Linked DNA regions of Mus musculus: regions 1, 2, 3, 4, 5 and 6 are each linked to region 7. A link is a contact called in public HiChIP or PLAC-seq and promoter capture Hi-C data. All regions are on one chromosome and are shown on one strand. Each heading gives the region's core, a stretch centred on a gene start, on an enhancer-like site or on the middle of the called end of the contact. The rest is flanking DNA. Distances are from core to core; before and after follow the strand shown.

Region 1 (2,700 bases), core at 2-2,501, 940 kb after region 7:
AGTAAATACTCCATTCTTGCTTTAATTGTACACACATTTTTATAGTTTCTAATTGTGTATAGGTGTGTTGAAGAACCAGCCTGCTTCCATCCTAGACTTTAAAAGCCCATTTATAGCTGGGTGTGGTGGCACATGCCTTTAACATGAGCACTTGGGAGGCAGAGTCAGGCAGATCTCTGTGGGTTCCAGCCAGCCTGATCTACAAAGAGAGTTCCAGGATAGCCAGAGCTGTTACACAGGGAAATCCTATCTTGAAAAATAAAACAAAAAGCAAAGCAAAGCAAAAACAAAACAAACAGAAGTCACCTTATAGTAAAAACAAACTAGGTTCATTCCTGCTTATGATTAAATTTTTGTTTCTCAGATTGAGCTATGCCTCGCCTATAGCCTTAACTACAAATGGTTCTGTACTGACCGTTCCAAGAATGCCAAATCATGACATTGTTTCTAAAAGTTGTTTAGAACCATCTTGCAACTCTACCTTTGTTTCAAAAGGTTTTATAACTACCTTGTTATGGCTATCTGTTGTTATGCCCACCTTGCAACCATGACTGTTTCAGGAGGTAGTTAGGACTAACTTGTTATTGTTATATTCTGCTCTTATAACACCTCTCCCTCCTATTTTCCCCATTTCACCCCCGCAACCCCCATGATCTATAAAAACCTTGTCTTCCTCACATCCAATGCTGATCTCTCCAAACTGGCCTTAGAGAGAAGCAGTCCGTGTACACGAATAAAAAAGCTTGCTTTAATTAATTTGGTCATGATGATTTGGGGTGGTGGTCTTTCTCCTCCCATCTTTGGGATTAACATTGTCTCGAGGAAATATTTTGGTATCACTTCTGCCTCCAAACTATCCTTTGCTTCAGCAGGTACCAGCAGAAACGAGCAGAAAACAGAGACAATGTACGAGACAAGCGGAGCTGTTGTCGTCCTCACCCCAGGCAAAACGGAAGTGGTCCTTGAAAATTACCTTCCCAAGAAACTTGCTTTTGAAATATACTTCCTAGTTGTAATAGTACTTCTAAATCGCCTTTTCTTAAACTGCTTTCCTAAGTAGAGACACAGCCCCATTTTCATCCTCAGCACAAACAACAAGGATTAACTCCCTTGAGAGAAGCACCTACTCTTCCAGCTGCGGAAACACACGGAACCAAGAAGCTTAGGACATTGGTTTTGGGACGAGCCCTTTCTCAGAAGGACCAGCCTCCCGGCGGCGTTGCCGTGGAAACGGAGCTCGCTGTGTGGATGTGGCAACTCGCCGAAGCACAGCCTTTGCAGACTATCTGCAGCGGGGGCTCACAGGACCGACGCCAAGATGGTTAGTGGCTCTGAATAGTAAGGGTGGGGGATTTTGAATAGGTTTGTACCTGGGTTTAGAGTTCTCAACGCACTGTTGGATAGAATCTAGGTGCGTCTCTAGAGGGCGATCCCTTTATCCCTCCAGTGTTTCCACCGGGAATAGGGAGGGATGCGAAGAAATCTATGTACCTCGATGCTCTCTTCCCTCCTGCTTCTTCATTTCCCGATACTAGACTGTGAACTGGAAAAAAGAATCTTGGAAGACCTAGGTAGTAGAAGCTGCGTGAGTGTTTGTTTGTCTCTTATGGATAAAGTTGTTGGAAGTAGCTATTCGGTTCCCCTTCAGTAGTAGGTAATGGTCCTTTTACTAAAATGCACAATAAAAAAAGAATCTGAATAGACTTCCTAGGGTCTGATGGTAAGGGTAGATCTGACTGAGAGCTGTTACCCTCAGTTTAAAAATGACTTTTGATAGAACAGTCTTTGCTATTTGTTTTACAGATGCTTTCAAGGGCCAAACCCGCTGTGGGCGGGGAGTCACCGCACACTGACAAAAGAAAGAAGAAAGGGAGGAAGATTCCAAAACTAGAGGATCTACTTTCGCAGAGAGATTTCACTGGCGCCATTACCCTATTGGAGGTAATGTCCAAAGAAGGTTTACTTCTCAGTCTGGTGGATGGTGGGTTGAATGCTGGTTACTATGCTATTGGGACGGGTGGGTACATTATGGGTAATCCAAACAAACATAGCCAGATGCATATTCCAGATTCCAAGTTAACTATAAACCTGATGAAATACAAAACATTTTGGACTGGAGAGATGGCTCGACATTTAAAAGTATCGGCTGCTTTTCCAGAGGACCTTAATTCCCAGTACTCACGTGCCTGCTCACAGCCATTAGTAACTAAATGTTAGGAGATTCAAGGCCTTCTGGCTTCCTTCAACAAAACATATGGTATGTAGACATACATGAAGACAAAACACTTGTACACATAAAATTATTAATTTTTAGTTCCACAAATGGTGAATACAGTATTACATTTAACAGTGTCAATTCACACATTATTTACCATAAATCCTGAGTGATTTGTAACTTCTTCCTATTTACATTTTGGTTAAAAAAAATAAGTGATTTTTACTATTTACAATTTAAAACTATTGTAAACCCATAAAACATTTCAACTCTGTATGTCAGGGTCATTTTTTTAAACCAATGCTAGGTGCAAATCTCACTTTTTTAAAGATTTATTTATTTATTTATTTATTTAATGAAAGTACACTGTAGCTGTCTTCAGACACTCCAGAAGAGGGCACCAGATCTTGTTACAGATGGTTGTGAGCCACCATGTGGTTGCTGGGATTTGAACTCAGGACCTTCGGAAGAGCAGTCAGTGCTCT
Region 2 (2,700 bases), core at 190-2,689, 810 kb after region 7:
CCAACCTGTGCTCCCTTAAGTCCGTTCCTCGCTTGTATTCCACCATCCCCTTTGTGGCACTAGTTATAATGCCCACAGTCGGGCCTAAGGGACACCTTCAAATGCGTTCTACTTCCTTCAAACCACTTGGCAGTCCTCTGGCCCTGCTCCCACAAGCAGGCAGGGTTCTGGGCTGCTTTCATGGCTTTTCTGTCTCTCCTGAGCAGTGAGAAGAAGCTCTCCACCTAAACTGCTCCTTTCTCCTTTCCTTTCCTACCCACAAAGCAACCAAGCACGTGTGGGCTGGGGCAATCACAGGATGCACTGTGTCACCTCAGAGATGGTCTCCAGTCCAGTGCAGTGCGTGCTCAGGATGGATAAATAAACATTTCGGGGAAGCAACATGAATTAAACCATTTCCTCAACAAACAAAACCCACCCACACGCCTCATAAATCATGTCTCTTAATCCCATGCTGATGAACAGTCACTAAATTGCATCTATTATAAAAACCAACCATGACTCCTTTCATGCCCTGACACTTCAGACTCAAAATATTTTCACACTCCATTGTAATGCCTTTGTGGAGGTAATACCAATAGCTAGTTCCCTGGAAAGATCCATGGCCAGGGCGCTTTCCAAGAGATTTTTTTCTTTGAATGTTCTTTGTGTCCTGGCGCACTGGGGGACACAGCCAGCTTGCTTGCATCTGGGGTAACACTGGGTGTTCACGGCAATGCACAACTGCTCTTCTGCACACACCAGATGCATCCCTTTGCCCCAACAATAAAAGTATCCCAAAACATTCGCTACGCCACATTCACACAACCGTGCACAAACACAATTCCAGTGCCTGCATTTTGCAAAGGGGAAAAAGAAAATAGGCATCTTCGGAGCAGAAACCACCAAACCCGCCTCGGGCAACATGGTTCACGGAAGACTAGGTTGCAGACCTTTTAGCAAGACCGGTCAGAAACCGCTCGCTCTTTTTTCCTTTGGATTTATTCCTCTCCTCCATGCCTTTATTTGCAGGGCCCAGGAAGAATAGGAAAGCATCTCCAGCAAGGAGGGCGAGGGAGCGGTGAAGAATAAAAGAGGATGGGCGGGTGGGGAAGCCAGGGGGTGACGAGCGCGGCAGAGAAGGCGGCCAGGGTGGCGGCCGCGTCCCGGGGGGCTCCGCGAGGCTTACCTGGGGCGCACGAGGCCGGCCCGGCGAGCAGCAGCAGCCAGAGGCCGGGGAGCAGCAGCCCCGGGCGGCGGTGGCGGGAGGAAGGCCCGCGGCCGCACCGCTCCGGCACCAGTGCAACCCTGGCGCGGGGCTCCCGCTCCATGGCCACGCGTCGGCTCCCCGACACCCCGGCCTCCGGGCGTGGGCGCGCTCAGGCCCGGGACGCCGGCGTCCGCTGCGGCGGAGACTGGGCGCCTAGCACCGGCGCGCAGCGAGGCCGGCGAGGCGGGGGCGGGCCGGGCCGGATCCGCGGACTGGGGCCGCTGCACGCCGGCCGCGCCGCTCCGCCCCCTCCCGAGCCTCGCAGCCGCTGCCGGGCAACGCACGGCCCCGCGCGGGGAGGCGAGCACCACCTCCCGGCCGGCCCGGCGCCTGCCTGCGGGCGGCCCGGCGGAGGGCGAGGCGGGACCCGGTCCCCGCCCTCCCACAGGACCCGCCTCTCAGGAGGGCGCCCGGGACGGCGCCGCCCCGCACCCGCACCCCCGGGGCCCTAGAGGAACGGTCGCAAACCGGGTGATTCCGGAGCACGCTCCTCCCGAGCCGCCCACGCGGGGCGGGCAGCAGGTGTGTGTGCGGGGCGGCCGTGGTCCCTGGCAGACCCCGGGCTGCTGAGCGGACAAAGCCGAGAGAAGTCGGCTCTCTTTCCCAGAGCCCGCGCGCTGGAAAAGAATGGGGAGGAGGCACACAGGGCTCAGCCCATCCTTTGCCTTTCCAGAGCTGTGCCACCTTGTTGGCAAAGGTGGGCCTTTGGTAAGACCTAGGCCTACTGCCCTGAGCTTAGTGAGTCTTCAGAAAGGGGCTACTGAAGCTGAATCAAAGTGGACAGACACAAACACACAGATCCAGGCCTTATTTTTTAAAAAAGAAAGTAGCACCAATATATGATGAAAAAGACCTTGTTGGGGGTTAGTTTCCTGGGGAAATGGGGGTGTGGATGGGAGTTAGCATGTGTCTCTGTGCTAAGAGCCAAGTGCATTAACTCTGAAGGCCGAATAAGGTTGGAAGGTCCTAGAACACACTACAATTTTGGACAGTTGTATTTCAGAGGTTGCACCAGCCGTGGTCTGCAAGCCGTGCATAAGAGAAGTATCTTGTTGAGTGAGAAACTATGACAGACAGTGGGAAATGTCAGCCATCCAGACTGGCCAAGGATCAAGGTTGCTCTTCAGTGAGGTAGGCAAAAGACCCAGAAAGATGCTACCCAGTTTTGCTGGGCAAACTCATCTATCTAGGCAAAGAATCAGAAGTTCCTGTTCTGAAAAAAAAAAAAAAATAGGCACCTGTTAAATTTCAGGGAAGATGAGAATCTAGGTTATAAGCTTTTGTTGATGACCCTAATTTTTGCGTTCCATTGTGTCACTTGTCATAAGCAACCCCCATACATTGCTCTCCTGCTCCCCCAGACATATACATTCTTGGAGTTGTCTCCAGCATACCCAAGTAGAGAGTTTGCTTGTCTGAGCATGTTTGCACCCTGACCACAATAGCCCTAG
Region 3 (2,808 bases), core at 72-2,571, 860 kb after region 7:
TCTCAAGGACTCACCTCTGGGAAAAGGCAGGGGTCGTTCTGCAAAAGCAGGATTCGCAGCTGCCCTTCATTGAGGCCAAAAAGCCCCCGGCTTTTCAGGACTTGGACGTTGATAGGTGTGTGGATATCATGGGACAGAGAACAGGTAGACCTAGAAGAGTTCAAAGCAGTCAGGAGGCCGGGTCAAGAAGAGGGAAGAGGCTGGTGGGTCTAACTCTGCCTAGGGCATTTCCACTTCACAAGTGAATTCCCCAAGTACTAATAAAACAATTCGGATTGAGGCAACTCAGCTTCCAGGGGTCATTTCCCTGTTCTGTGAGTACCCTACCCTCAGGCTTTTTTGAGATTACTTATCTGTTTTTGTAAAGACTAAAACGTAATCTTCAGGCCAACAACAGCTGCTGGCCTCTCTTTGTCCACCAACACTACAAAGAAAGCACTAGAAAGCTTCCCGGATTGCTGCAAAGCACTGGGCTTGGGCTATGCAGCACTATGCCCTCACCCCATCCTGCCACCAGTTTCCTGCGATTGGACACCAGATTTTTAAGCGCGAAAGGGCTGTGGTTATGGAAGGAGGGAGAGAAGGGAACAGAAGTTCCGCGGGCCATAAAGCCCCCAGGTGTCCCTCAAGCGGCATTTGGCATAAGTGAATTCAAAAGTGGCAACACGGATTCAACCGGGCTGCTGTTGTGGAACATCCTAGCATCCTGGGACAGGGACAGCAAATTGGGGGGCGGGGGGGGGGTGAATAATAAACCTCAGTGGAGAGACCTTCCATATTATTTCTCTCGGCGACTAGGTGCACAGGGCGGCCAGCGCGAAGGCCTTTGTCCCATCCCACCCAGGCTCGCCGAGAAGCATCCGGAAGGCGCATCCCGCCCGCCCGCACCCACTGCCCCGCTGGACACTGAGGACTCCGCCCCTCACCAGCAGTCGCGGTGGGGGCACTTGCCCAGCATGTGGCGGCGACACAAGTGCAGCTGGTCGCAGCCCTGACACTCCCCGCGCTGGTAGCGGGCGCAGAGGCGCGCGGAGGACACGGCCATCACCCTGCAGGCCGTGGCGCCGCCGCCTGAGCCCGCGCCCGCGCCCTCGCCCGCCGCCACCTCGGCCTCTGCGTCCCACGGGCCGTCGCGCAGCTCCACCTCCTGCAGCAGGAAGCGCTCTGGACCCGCGCGCCGCAGCACGGCCCGCAGCTTCGCCTCCGACAGCTCCACGTGGCCGCGCAGGTCCTGCAGGAACATGCGGCCGCCGTGAGCACACAGCACCTTGGTGAGGAACGCGCACAGAGTGAGGTCCGCCATGGCCCGCCAGCGCGTCCCCGCCAGCCCGGGGCCTCCAGGCTCCTCCCCGCCGCGGCCCCGACCGGAGCCTGCGAGCTGTAGGGGGCCGGGCCTCAGAAGGCAGGGCCTGAGCCCCTGCAACATTCCTGGCTCCTGGGTTCCTGGCAGATACCGGATAACAGGGAGGGCTGCAAAGAATGTAAACTGCTGAAGTGGTTCTCCCAGCCTGGGGGCGCGCGCCTGGAATGTTAGCTAGCACCTGGGAGGTGGGGGCAAGAAAAGGCCGAGATCAAGGCCAGCGTCCTTTGCAAAGGGGAGTTGGAGGCTAGCCTGGACTACATGACACCCTGTCTCAAAAAACCTAGTAAGGAACCAGCACAGTGGGTAAAAACTTCCTAAGTGTTGGGGTCCATGAGTCGCCCCACGAGCTTACACAAACCCCGATTTCAGTCAGATAGGGATGGTTTATTGAACACACACCATAATACTGATCAATCAGCTCCATGCCTCAGATGGGATTGAGCCATGATATTGTTGATTTTTCTCTGTCAGCTTATAAATAAACATTTTTCCTATTGTCAAATTGGTGACAATATACATAAACACCCACTAAACCTAAAAGGATTTTCCTTCCTAACAATGGACAAATTCCTAGCGTATTATTCCTCTACGGAGTGGTCGAGAGATATTCTATGGTTTCGTCGCTATGATTCCTTAATGGAAAAGAACCCTGTTGCTCCTGTAGAACCTGCCTTTCCCTGTGTTCCCTCCCTACTAAGAAACGGTTTACATGGAATCCTTATCTGCTTACCAGGGAGCCCAGCCGAAAATGTAAACTGAGAAGTGGTTCCTTGGGATTACCTTGTAAAGGGTCTGCTCTCAAACAATCCTTCTCTGTTTGCCTCTGAGAGAAGCCGACCTAAGATACAACTGAAAAAAGAAAGATTCAAGTTGAGAAAGGGGTTAGAGAGGAATGAAAACCACATGCACACAGAGAGAAGAGACGTTCAAGCAAGATAGAGATAGGGAAGAATTTTACTTCAAGGGCACTGATGTTGTAAGCAAGTGTATCCAGAAGTTTAATAAGACTGATTCTGTATGTTACAGAATAGATGGACTGGGAAGACAGCCCAGTGGATAAAACACTTACTAGACAAGTGTGAGGCTGGAATTTGAATGCCCAGATCCTATACAAATACAGGAAGATGTGGGGGCCACTTGTAATGCAAGCACTTGGTAGGCAGTGGCAGGATCCACAGGGGCAGCTAATTGGCTAGACTAACCAAATGGGTGAGATCCCGACTCAGCCAAAGACCTTGCCCTTAGAAATATATTCAATTTCAGAATTCTGGATTGTAATTCATTCCAGATTAAAAGTCTGAATGAGTACCGTGAAAAAATTTGAAATTCTGCCATCTTTTCAGAGAGTTTTTAAATGCTAGAGGCCTGATATCATATAGGGGTATGGTAATTTGAATTTGCTTGGCCCAGGGAGTGGCATTATTAGGAGATGCGGCTTGTTGGGT
Region 4 (2,700 bases), core at 65-2,564, 750 kb before region 7:
GTACTTTTATGCAAACTCTTTCAAAGAACAGTCCTCCCAATCCCGTTGTAAATGTCATTATTTTGCCTATATTACAAGACAGCTTAGCTTCATTAAGTGTCATTATTTTGGATTAGGTTCATCACAATCATTTTAAAACTTCATTCTGAAATTTGTCATGTAAGCTACTCTTCAATTTTTTATCATGTACTAATTCAGTAACTATGTTTTCTAAGTACTTAGTCATATCATTGATTAAAATATAACAAGGGCAAGAAGAATAGAATCAACAATATTGTGTTAGAAATACCCAACATACAGAAAGAGCAACTTAACTCTAGAGTGGTTGCTTGATAACACTCAGAACAATTCAGACTATTTTTCAGTCTATCACTAACCATGAAGTAAGAGGAGCCTTTGTCTAGATGGCATGTAGAAGCCATTACACCTAACATTTCAGCCCTATATTTTTAAGGGCAATATATTTTTATGTATCATTAATCGATAAATCTATATTGCCCACAACCAATAACCACATTAACTTGGCTACAGGATCTAAAACATGGTTAATAACTCATCTTTGATGTCATCCATCTGACACCATAGCAGTGTACTTGGGGAATTTTCTCTTTTTTCTAAAATAAAAAAGCCTTGAAGACGTAATTTTGAATATTGAATGTTCTTCTCGGCACACATATTCTTACCATTTTATTAGCTTCACAATTCCAAGCACCAACATTGTGCATTTCTAATATTTTGGAACGCTGTCATTATGTTGTAAACAACATAACAGTGTTTGGGTGCCAGAGGGTAGATAAGTGTGGGATTTCCATAGAAACAGGCAGAGATTCTTAATATTGCCAAAACAATTTGGCATTTTGAAGACAATTTGTCACTTCCAAACTTCCTGATAATTGGCCTTACTGGCATGACTATTCAAAAACATTAACACAGCATCGTACACCACTTAGCTTATTTAAAAGCTAAATATGTGAAAAGGTTTAAAGGTATTTCCTGGTAAAAAACCGTGGATTTGGATATCATACTTGAGACTTCAACCTTAGTTTTAGCAAATCTCGATATGGACAAGTCCTCATCTTACATTTTATGATCTCGTTGATTCTAATCATACACATTTTCGTAACTTCAGTCTGCCTTTTACTCGGAATCACCCTTCTCTGACCCTTCCCTGGATCTTTTCCAGGTTTGTTGCACACTGCTTAGGTAGGTTGATCACATGTTCCACAGCTTTCTCCCAGGGTGGATGCATTGAGGACTCTGCCCTCCACATCTTAATCACACAAGGGGACTGCTTCACTGCAGTTCCTTGAGATTCCACAGGATGGTGGCCTTGTCTCCACAAACCAGACTTCAAGTTCTGTGCTAGGACTTTATTAGCCTCAGTTTCAAGCTTGGGTCTCAAAAGCAGCTGTCAATCTGTTAAAGCCCCTAGTAACAGCTGAGCTTCCGAACTCCAGCCAGCACCTGTGGCTGTGATATAGACACAACCAGTGAGTTGCCAGGTGCCTGCACTGAGCAGCAGAATACCCCAATTCTCTCTCTCTCTCTCTCTCTGTCTCTCTCTCTCTCTCTGTCTCTCTCTATGTCTCTGTCTCTCTCTCTCTGTCTCTGTCTCTCTCTCTCTCTCGTAGATAAAAATTTACAAGTACTTAAATAATAAATAATATCTTATTCTGCTTCTTGTCCTCTAATCTTAATAATGTACCCCCTTAAGAGCATCATTTTTCCAATAAAGGAGTCAACACGGACTCTGAGTATCCAGCGCCAGTTCCAGCATGCTCTCTATGTCAAGTGTACACCAGGTGAGATTTCAAAACTCCAACACCAAAAGATAATGTAAAAAAAAAAAAAAAGATTTATGCTTTGATGTGTATGAAATGTTTCTATTATATTAAGTTAATATATATTATTCAATATGATTTCACTGGTTATTTCTTAACAGTATTTAACAGAAATTTTGAACTTGCATATAACGTGCTTTCCTGGTTCATATAAGAGTTCTATCGTACTGAGCTTTGTGGAAGAAGACTGGATGGCGTTTATTAAGCACTGAGGCTTCGGTATTTCAATACAACATTTCCTCAGATACTCAGCTTTAGCAGGCTGGTTGTTAATCAAGCCTTCTTTGGAACTGAATGCTAGGGAAGTGGTTGAGACTTTGGTGTGACTGTGACACGGATGGACCCTGAGCAGTGCTAAAGAAGAGCTGAGCTATTTTGGCTGACCATCAGACTAACAGGTGATTAAATGATGTATGGTTCCCCTACTTCAGCTGGGTTGATTTAAAAATAATATGATAGATTGATATTTTGTACTTTTTATTTTTTATTAGATATTTTCTTTATTTACATTTCAAATGCTGTCCCGAAAGTCCCCTATACCCTCCCCCAGCCCTGCTCCCCTACCCACCCACTCCCACTTCTTGGCCCTGGTGTTTCCCCTGTACTGGGGAATATAAAGTTTGCAAGATCAAGGGGTCTCTCTTCTCAATGATGGCCGACTAGGCCATCTTCTGCTACATATGCAGCTAGAGACACCAGCTCTGGGGGTACTGGTTAGTGCATATTGTTGTTCCATCTATAGGGTTGCAGACTCCTTCATGTCCTTGGGTACTTTCTATAGCTCCTCCATTGGGGGTCCTGTGTTCCATCCAATAGATGACTGTAAGCATCCACTTCTGTATTTGCTAGGCACTGGGAT
Region 5 (2,700 bases), core at 64-2,563, 720 kb after region 7:
CAGACAGACAGCCAGAGAGACAGACACACAGAGAGATAGAGAAACAGAGAGAGAAGAAAGGTTGGCTCTCCCTCTCGAAATCAGTGGAAGGGAAAAGCCCGGCAGACAGAAGAATCCAAAGTTGAACAGGTAATGAATGGCCTGGAAGCCTGGTCCTCAACAAGGCAGTGACATTAAGGGTGGGTCTTTAAAGGAGCAAAGGAGATAAAACAGCAGACTTCCTTTTCAACATGGTTAGTTTGAAAGACAGAGGAGATGTTCAGTCTGAGAGGCGATGCTGGCGGCTGCCTGTCCAGTGACATGCAAGCATGAGTGTAGAGTCTTTGTTAAGAGAACATCTAGCAAGTTGGAACTGGGGAGAAGCAAAGGAAGCATGAAAGAAAACAGGAGACTTCAAAGGAACAGGCCCATTGGAGAGCTCAGCGGACCAGCAACCAACGGATAAAGCATTCCTAGAAAGGCCCACAGCCAAACGTCTTCAGAAGCACCCTGTACTCGCTGCTAGACACAGGCGTTCTCTCTGAGGACACCAAGGCACCCAACACCACACCCAGAATCAGAGCTTGGGGGCTGCACCTCCTCTAGACTGTAGCTTCTGAGCCTCTGAGGGAGGTCATGCACAGCACTGAGATGCACAGTACCATGTCTGGTGACATCATTTTAATGACACTGCAAGGACCAAGGGTGAGTATTAACAGTTTCCTCAAATCCAGCCTGCACAGTATAGGAGAATGGAAGTGCATTAAAAAAAAAAGCAGCTCCGAGGGGCTGTAGAGGTGGCTCAGTGGTTAAGAGCACACTGCTTTTCCAGGGAACCCCAGGTTTGCTTCCCAGCACCCACATGGTGGCTCACAACTGCCTGTTGATTCCAGTTCTAGGGGTCAACTCTTCTGACTTTTGTGGGCTCCAGGAACATGTGGTACACACGCAAACATGCAAGCAAATCACTTAGGCACATAAAAATTAAAAATTAATTAACTTAGAAAAAGATGAAGTTGCCCAGATGGGTCTGCTCATTGGGAATGCTGCTTGACTTTATCAGAGTCCTAAGGAATGCTTTCACACAATATACTATGTATAGGAGCAAAGGTGATGTCATAATGCATTACTTTACGGCTCAAAAGTGATGCTGTTGGCTTAGCCTTGTGACCTAATACTCTTAATGTTAAACATCCAAATGGGCAGGGAAAAGGCAGTCTGCGATAATGACTTCTGCCAGCAGAGGGAGACAAATGGTACTGTAAGGATAGTTTACAAAGAGTTGCTTGGAAACAAAAGGCAGACCAGCTGGCAACCATATTCTCTAATTAATGAGCTTCCTTTACTAGAGCAGGCCGCTGTTCCATGCATTTCTGGACTCAGCAGCACCTCATGGGAAATGACAAACCCAAAACCAACTGCCTTCCCCCAAATGGTCTACTTGGTCTCCTTGCAGGTGGACAAACATTTCCTAGTAGCAGAGGATCCCCCTCCCCAGACTCTTTTAAAAGTCTTGTTGCCCCTTACTGAAGAGAATCCCAGCTCTTATGAACACAGTAGCTTCTTGGAGTGCTCTGTATAGAGAATAGAAACCTCCAGACACCAAATACCAAGGACTCACCGGGCTTAGTGGGTCCCTTTTGTCGAAGCACAATAAGGCTGAAGATGGCTTCCTCCTTCCCTATCTTAACTGTATTTCCTGTGTGTGTGTGTGTGTGTGTGTGTGTCTGTGTCTGTGTCTGTGTGTTCAAATGTGAGTGCAGATTCCCACAGAAGCCAAAAAGGGTCTATGTATGCTTTGTATGTATGTATGTAAGTGTGTGTGTGTGTGTGTGTGTGTGTGTGTATGTATGTATAAGAAAAATTTTTTTATCTACATCAAAAAAACAACCCAAAGTTTTAACTTCAAATCAAAAAAGCAATAATAGAGCCAAGATGTCAGGCATCTTTGTTTTCTTGAACTCTTATTCGTTTCTGCAGGAAACTTCCATTAGGTTCCTTTAGTTACTGGACACCCGGGTTGTGTTCCAGTCACCTGACCCCATGCTGACCCCTTCCTCAATGAGTGTCCCCAGGAGCGGCCTCTGCTCATTGGCATGTTGTCCCTCTGTTCATAGCAGATTAGCTCTAGAATAACACATTTGGACTTAAGCATGAATAATGTACTTGAGGGGCCAGAAAGATGGTTCAGAGGTCAAGGTCACTGGTTGCTTTTGCAGAAGACCTGGGTTCAATTCCCAGCACCTACACAGTGGTTTACAACCATCTGTACCACCAATTCCAGGGGATCTAAGCCCCTCTTCTGGGCTCCAAGGGATCCTCCATGCATGTGGTACACATACACACACTTAGGCACACCACATACATACATAAAATAATCAATACATTCTTAAAACAACACACTTAACAGCAATCAGCAATATGCCCTTCATAAGGCCACACTTGCTACCCCAATATTTTTTCCTTGTTTTTTAAATTATTTATTATTATATGTAAATACGCTGTAGCTGTCTTTAGACACCCTAGAAGAGGGAGTCAGACCTCATTATGGATGGTTGTGAGCTACCATATGGTGGCTGGGAATTGAACTCAGGACCTTCAGAAGAGCAGTCAGTGCTCTTAACCGCTGAGCCATCTCTCCAGCCCCCCTTGTTTGTTTTAAGTTACCATAATGATTCAGCTGAGCTCTTAAAGGCAAAGCATCTATGTATGTATGTAAGT
Region 6 (2,700 bases), core at 35-2,534, 910 kb after region 7:
CAGGTGGAGAGACAAGGAGTGAAGGGTCACAGCGATCCAGGAGTTGGCGCACCCGAGACACAGGAGACTGGGCAGCACCGCTAGGATTCTGGGGCGATCGCAACATTCGAGGTACCAGAGTAGCAAGGAGAAAAAGGTGTGCCTGCAACTTCTACAAACTCTGGTTGGTGCAAACGTACTTTAATTAGGATTCTGGTGGGAGGTGAGAAGGGTAGAGAGGCAGCCTTGTCCGCCTTTCCAATAGCGCTTTGGCTACAGATTTTTCAACCTGGGGGTCTAACTTCACAGGAGTCGAATATGACCATTGGAAAACACAGATACTTGCATTACATTTCATAACAGTAGCAAAATTACAGTTACGGAGTAGTAACGAAAATAATTTTATGGTTGAGGGTCACAAACCTGAGGAACTGTATTAAAGGGTCGCAGCATTAGGAAGGCTGAGAACCACTGGTCTAGAGATTAGGAGGGATAGAGGGAGAAGGGGTTTGCAGCCGAGTGAGCCATATCCACCCGGTTCCCGCCTCCCCTAGGAAGCTGCCCCGCGGCGCCGGACTAGGCAATTAGAGAACCTTCCCCATTCCCGCTGCACTCACCGCTGGGACTGTGCATAGTGGCACCGGCCGAGCAGATTAAGCTTGCAAAGGTGCAGGCTGTCGCAGGGTCTCTGGCAGTACTTGCGACGGCAGACGCGGGCTCGAGTAGTAGCCACCACCGACCGAGTGATCCCGGCCTGGTCTCCAGTCTCCAATAGCACAAAGCGATCGGGCCCTGCTGCCTTCAGCAGCTCGTAGAGTTGCGCTTCGGGGAGGCTGATCTCACCCAGCAGTTCCTCCAGGGTCATGCGGCCCCCGTGAGCGCACAGGATCTTGGTGATGAAACAGAATACCTCGGGATCCGTCATGGCGCGCTATGGCTGCCGCTGCTCCGGCCGCTGCGCGGGACTCGGCTTCACGGAGAATCGAAACTTACGCGCGGTCCCAGGGGCGGACGCGGGCGGTGCCGCTCGCAGAGCAGAGCGGTTTCGCTTTCCAACTCCGGCGGTGGTGTCGCGAGGCCCGACCTCGACGACGAGGTCCTGGGGTCAGATTTAAAGTCAGCCGCGCGGGAGAGCGAATGGGAAGCGAGCGACGTTAGGCGGGCAGGTCCGCCGCGGCGCGGTACCCTCGGTTCCAGGCTAGACGTGAGGTCCCCCGAGCTCGGGACTGCAAGGCTGCTACCAGGAAGAGAGGAAGTAAGGACGTTCGTGAGGCTCGGGTGGAGTTTTGATGAGCCTGAGGAGAGTGACGCATCCTGGGGGGCCCACTAGAGGCGTCCTCAAATCAGCCCCACCCAGCCCCGGAAAGAGCAGACCTGGTGAGCGCTTCCTGTAAGCGGGACTCTCCGCCGAGTGTCGTCAATGCTCGCCACCACCTTAGGACATGGATATTATCCGAACTCCGCACTTGGGGAAATAACTTGAAGGAACAGGTGGAGCTCGGATGACCGAGGTTCTCGAGAGTTTGTTTCCGGGCCTGATTCCGCGGCACCAGATCTAGGATTACGCACTTTCTACCCAGTGCCGAGCCCCTCTTAGAGGGCGGTGATTGTTACTCTCCCTGGTTTCTTACGTAGCCTTCTCCAGAGCTATTTGAAGACCCACTCTTTGATCCTTTCTGGCCTTGCTAACTTAAAATCTCCAATTTTGGTGCCTCAAACCAACTGCTTAGAATGTCTTCAGATTTCCCCCACCCCTCCCCCCTTGGCATGAAGATGATTTTTAAGGTAAACCCTTACCTTACCGTAGAGTTACTGTAGAGACAGAAGGAAATAATAACTAGATTTCCCTTTGAGGAAAGCAAAGGCTGATGAAATTAAAGAGCCATCCGTGTCCCCAGGGAGCTTTCCGGAAGATTCTGCTGCTCCAAACATTAGCATTAAAAAAAAACTCCGATTGTCCTTCCAGACTCCGTAGTGAAACACACTCACCACACACAAACCTTATACGCTCTTCGGCCTCCTCCCCTTGTTAAATTGTGACTTTAAAACTTCTTTTGCACAATTGTGTTTAGTTTGTCTCATCTGTATTCTCAGCTAATTTGCAGGCCAGTAAACACTAGACCCAAATTAGAAAAAGAAAGGGGCTTTCCTTTCAGCACTCAGAAATGAAATGAATGGAGCGCTCACCGATCAGATGGGAACCCTTTCTTTAAAATCTGCAGGCACGGTGCAGGAGAAGTGTGCACTGCGATGCTTTCAAACTTCACAAGAGGGAGGTGCGAGTGACCCCACCCACTCAGACAAACACACGCTAAAATAATATTAAAAGCTTGGCGTGGTGAAGGCATGCCGGTAATATCAGCACTTGTGAGACTGGGGCAAAGGGATTATTGGCCAGGAAGATAATTGAGCAGGTAAAGGCACCAGTTGCTAAAACACAGGACACTAATTTGACCCCCAGAATTTCCCCACATGCTGGGAGAGTTTACTCTAGCAAGTTGCCCTCTGACCTCCACAACACTCTTTCTCTTCCTTCCTCCCTCCCTCCTCCTCCCCCCTCTCTCTCTGATAAATGTAATTTAAAATTTAAAAACAAATTCATAAGAAATAAAGTCTTTCAAATTCTTCAGAAACCCGAATGAGAATCCCTCTGGTGTGGTACGCACAGCCGCTCTCTCTGACTCACTGGAACGGTGGTCTGTAAAGCAGCCAAGCCCGGGC
Region 7 (2,731 bases), core at 227-2,726:
TTAACCAGACCTTCTCAGCTACCACAAATGCTTTGGTGGGAAGCAGCAGGAGGCCCCATCCCTTTTCCCAAAATACAGTCAGCCAGTGGCAAAGGCCAAAGAGGTGGAGCCTGCAGGCCGTTTTGCAAAAGTTTCAAATATCCTGGTACTGACCCCATTAACAGCACTAAGACAGAAATGCAGCCAAGCCTGTCCTTACCTCAGTCCCTCAGCAGTCCCTCAGTGCCCCCCACCCCCACCCCTCCCTCTCAACTTCTAAGAGTTCTGAACAAAGCCACATTACCAGCACTGGCTATCACAAACAAGATTTTCTCTTGCAAAAAGCTGAAAGTGACATCTTTAAATGATTCACGCTTCTGACAGTTGAGTCTCCAAAGAGGTCTCTGCGGGGAAGGAACTGGTGAGCTGTCCTACCTCTCCCCCAGAGCCTCTCTGAAACATGCAGTTGCCTCAGATTTTCCCCTGAAAAAGGGAGGAAGCAGTTCGAGGCTGTGCAGATGAAGCAGCCAAGTGAGGCGGCCGCCTTCCCGTGCGGTGAAGGAAGGCTTTTAACACGAACATTTTAAAGCTATAAACAAGAAAGTAAAGAAACTGGATGGGATGGGGACAAAAAACATATGGGATGACTATACTACATTAGCTTGTCCAAATTTTGGATGTGTGTGTATTGTGTGTGTTTTTTTACAAACCTTACCATTTTAAAAAAAAAATCAATATAACTGGGCGGAGGTATTATTCTCAAAACACGTCGCTTCCCAGCATTGCTGTACCGTTAGCAATAGGAAATGGAGCTACCGACAGGAAAACACTATAAACTGCTTTGGAATACAAAGGGTCACTTATTCGGAAGAAAGTTTAAAGGCTCCAGCTGTGCACCTTAATGTGTTCATAGAAGAAAACTCCCATCCCCAGACCTCTTAATATAGTCATGCCCTTCCCCAAACGCTGCCTCCCAGGACCCAGCTGGTGACAAAACCCGCTTTTCTCCTCACCCCCGACTCCCTTTGCCCGGACCACGGGTCCTCACCGTGTGGTACATGAGGGCCTCAGTCTCTCCGGGCTCTGACAGCTCGCTCAGCTTGCGGTCCCACTGCAGGACGCTCTGCTCCCCGCTCTCCAGCACCTCCATGGCGGTGGGCGCCGCGCAGGGCCGAGGATGCTGAGGCAGGAGGGGACCGCGCAGAGCCGCCGCGGGCCGGTGAGACGCTTCTCCCCGTGTACTTGGCGTGTGCGCGCGTGGAACTTATGCACTGGAGCAGGAACTCGGGAGAGCCCTGCCGAAGGCTACGCGACCCTTGTCCTCGGAAATCTGTGACTCCCCGGGGAGGACAAGCCTGCTGGGATCGGGCGGAAGGTGCAGGGGTTAAATCGGGCTGTGCATCCAAAAGGAAGGCAAAAAGGCAGCGCTCATCCCAAGAAAGTCCTCGCGCAACAAGCCCACTCCCCACTAGGGCTCCAGACAAACTTTGAGACTCCCTTGGGCTCTTGAGCTCTGCCCCTGGATCCAGAGGCGACCCCACCTCCTTCCAGGCCAGTGACCAATCGAACGCCCGTCTTGCCATCTATACCGTATCAAAAGTCCCTTTCTCATCCATGTCCCTCCCCCAGAGGGAGAGTCGCGCGAAGTCTCCGCCTAGTCCTCGGAATGTGGGCGGAGAGGGTCTTTTACGTCACTGGGGAACGCCTCCTGCCGGAGCGTCGCAATGGACCAATAGGGTGCTAGGGTCTAGAAATGATCGACTGAAACATAGATCAATGAGCTAGGGAGACCTGGAGGAGCCAACCAATCAAATAGCGACAAGAATACATTTTTATAAGAGAGGGCGTGCGCGCCCAGTGTCCTCCCTAAGAGTCTCCGCTTAAAGGAGGTTTGTTTCGCGAGTTTATTTCCTCAGAGAAACCAAGCGGATTGAAGCGCTGTCTACATTTCAAATTAGTTTAGGTCGCGTGAGTCTGTCTGGATTTAAAAGAATGCACCACATATATGAAAATGCGCACGTGAGCAGAAATCTGAATTATCACAGTTCTAGCACACATTCATTGCTAGCTTTTTATGTAGTTTTATGGCCTTTATTAAACAGACATTAGCCAATCTTGCCACACGTTTCCAAGTCCTAAATCAGAGGGCTAATTTTTTTTTTTAAATTCATAGGATTTTGTTGTTTTGTTTTTGAGACAAGGTTACCTGTAGCCCAGGCTGTCCTCAACTGCACTGTGCAGCTAAGGCTGAGCTTGAACTCCTGATCCCTCTGCCTCACCTCCGGAGAGCTGGGAGGGACTGCACGGTTATGCCACTAGTGCCTGCTTCACAGATCTTTTATTCCCAATGGAGTACCAGGCAAAAAAATGAGAGGATGGCCAGGTGGGTACTATTCCAGATACTGGTCAAAGAGGTAACGGATACTCTCCTGAGTGTCGTGGATGAAGTGGGGCTTAGGGGAAAATAAGTGTTTTAATGGCTGCAAGATGCACCCCAAAGTGAGTGTTGGGAAAGAGATCTAAGCCTTTGACCCCCTTAGAGAAGAAAAGGCCTGCTCTATAGCATTTTCCCCCAATGTGATTTTTCTTCTTCCCTTTTGAGGTTTCCTTTTATGGAAACAGCCTTAGTTGGCTATAGTTTAACCATTTTACATACAGGGCTGTGGTTCCAGGTGGTTCTTACAAGGGGACAGTCAGGTATCAGGTCTACAGAGAGTTTTGTCTTCTTCAGAGCGTGGTTTTGCTGTGTGAA

What was found. Promoter capture Hi-C pulls out the DNA fragments that hold promoters and counts their contacts. HiChIP or PLAC-seq counts read pairs in DNA pulled down with a chosen protein or histone mark. Capture Hi-C pulls out chosen DNA fragments and counts their contacts.
Region 1: a contact with region 7 is called in an H3K4me3 HiChIP or PLAC-seq map of pro-B cells, with 4 times the contacts expected there. The contact joins the promoter of Ttc26 here to the promoter of Creb3l2 in region 7. A contact is called at or near these places in 1 of 39 promoter capture datasets (hippocampal neurons), 4 of 115 datasets of contacts at active chromatin or transcription factors (astrocytes, embryonic hindbrain, pancreatic cancer cells and 1 more) and 1 of 9 other capture datasets (embryonic stem cells).
Region 2: a contact with region 7 is called in a promoter capture Hi-C map of hippocampal neurons, with 4 times the contacts expected there. The contact joins the promoter of D630045J12Rik here to the promoter of Creb3l2 in region 7. A contact is called at or near these places in 7 of 39 promoter capture datasets (the 3T3-L1 cell line, embryonic stem cells, hippocampal neurons and 3 more), 2 of 484 Hi-C or Micro-C datasets (embryonic fibroblasts and embryonic stem cells), 6 of 115 datasets of contacts at active chromatin or transcription factors (astrocytes, embryonic midbrain, embryonic stem cells and 2 more) and 2 of 9 other capture datasets (embryonic stem cells and macrophages).
Region 3: an H3K27ac HiChIP or PLAC-seq map of embryonic stem cells shows a contact between it and region 7, with 4 times the contacts expected there. The contact joins the promoter of Zc3hav1l here to the promoter of Creb3l2 in region 7. A contact is called at or near these places in 7 of 39 promoter capture datasets (the 3T3-L1 cell line, 3T3-L1-derived adipocytes, embryonic stem cells and 2 more), 7 of 115 datasets of contacts at active chromatin or transcription factors (astrocytes, embryonic forebrain, embryonic stem cells and 3 more) and 1 of 9 other capture datasets (embryonic stem cells).
Region 4: a contact with region 7 is called in an H3K4me3 HiChIP or PLAC-seq map of embryonic limb bud, with 4 times the contacts expected there. The contact joins the enhancer-like site here to the promoter of Creb3l2 in region 7. A contact is called at or near these places in 4 of 39 promoter capture datasets (the 3T3-L1 cell line, cranial neural crest and hippocampal neurons), 6 of 484 Hi-C or Micro-C datasets (the N1E-115 cell line, adipose-derived mesenchymal stem cells, cerebellum and 3 more), 4 of 115 datasets of contacts at active chromatin or transcription factors (the NIH/3T3 cell line, astrocytes, embryonic limb bud and 1 more) and 1 of 9 other capture datasets (embryonic stem cells).
Region 5: an H3K4me3 HiChIP or PLAC-seq map of pro-B cells shows a contact between it and region 7, with 5 times the contacts expected there. The contact joins the enhancer-like site here to the promoter of Creb3l2 in region 7. A contact is called at or near these places in 6 of 39 promoter capture datasets (the 3T3-L1 cell line, 3T3-L1-derived adipocytes, embryonic stem cells and 3 more), 3 of 15 datasets of contacts at CTCF or cohesin (the NIH/3T3 cell line, large pre-B cells and pro-B cells), 4 of 484 Hi-C or Micro-C datasets (embryonic stem cells, pancreatic cancer cells, pro-B cells and 1 more), 9 of 115 datasets of contacts at active chromatin or transcription factors (astrocytes, bone marrow-derived macrophages, embryonic forebrain and 5 more) and 1 of 9 other capture datasets (embryonic stem cells).
Region 6: a promoter capture Hi-C map of adipose tissue shows a contact between it and region 7, with 3 times the contacts expected there. The contact joins the promoter of Zc3hav1 here to the promoter of Creb3l2 in region 7. A contact is called at or near these places in 7 of 39 promoter capture datasets (the 3T3-L1 cell line, embryonic stem cells, frontonasal cranial neural crest and 4 more), 3 of 484 Hi-C or Micro-C datasets (LSK cells, muscle stem cells and natural killer cells), 8 of 115 datasets of contacts at active chromatin or transcription factors (astrocytes, double positive thymocytes, embryonic forebrain and 4 more) and 2 of 9 other capture datasets (adipose tissue and embryonic stem cells).

Annotation. Positions count from the first base shown.
Region 1 is chr6:38,380,273-38,382,972 of GRCm38.p6, forward strand. It overlaps Ttc26 (tetratricopeptide repeat domain 26), which reads left to right and starts at 1,252. Exons shown (of 18, transcript NM_153600.2): 1 at 1,252-1,321; 2 at 1,804-1,941. The coding sequence starts at 1,319.
Region 2 is chr6:38,252,700-38,255,399 of GRCm38.p6, forward strand. D630045J12Rik (RIKEN cDNA D630045J12 gene) reads right to left here and starts at 1,440. Exons shown (of 20, transcript NM_194061.3): 1 at 1,169-1,440. The coding sequence starts at 1,310.
Region 3 is chr6:38,297,938-38,300,745 of GRCm38.p6, forward strand. Zc3hav1l (zinc finger CCCH-type, antiviral 1-like) reads right to left here and starts at 1,322. Exons shown (of 4, transcript NM_172467.3): 1 at 927-1,322; 2 at 15-150. The coding sequence starts at 1,303.
Region 4 is chr6:36,690,342-36,693,041 of GRCm38.p6, forward strand. No RefSeq gene overlaps it. Among named protein-coding and RNA genes, the nearest start is that of Ptn, 120 kb to the right of the region's middle. Within about 2 kb of position 1,315, at least 55 of the 459 cell types and tissues checked have an H3K27ac peak or open chromatin away from gene starts, as enhancers often do. A contact at or near this core is called in embryonic limb bud, where this site is marked.
Region 5 is chr6:38,159,103-38,161,802 of GRCm38.p6, forward strand. The region is part of intron 10 of D630045J12Rik (RIKEN cDNA D630045J12 gene); the gene reads right to left. Among named protein-coding and RNA genes, the nearest start is that of Gm52858, 20 kb to the left of the region's middle. Within about 2 kb of position 1,314, at least 37 of the 459 cell types and tissues checked have an H3K27ac peak or open chromatin away from gene starts, as enhancers often do. A contact at or near this core is called in pro-B cells, where this site is marked.
Region 6 is chr6:38,353,319-38,356,018 of GRCm38.p6, forward strand. It overlaps Zc3hav1 (zinc finger CCCH type, antiviral 1), which reads right to left and starts at 1,285. Exons shown (of 13, transcript NM_001347122.1): 1 at 597-1,285. The coding sequence starts at 904.
Region 7 is chr6:37,440,672-37,443,402 of GRCm38.p6, forward strand. Creb3l2 (cAMP responsive element binding protein 3-like 2) reads right to left here and starts at 1,477. Exons shown (of 12, transcript NM_178661.4): 1 at 1,028-1,477. The coding sequence starts at 1,129. Gm33318 (predicted gene, 33318) reads left to right here and starts at 1,839. Exons shown (of 3, transcript NR_166917.1): 1 at 1,839-2,362.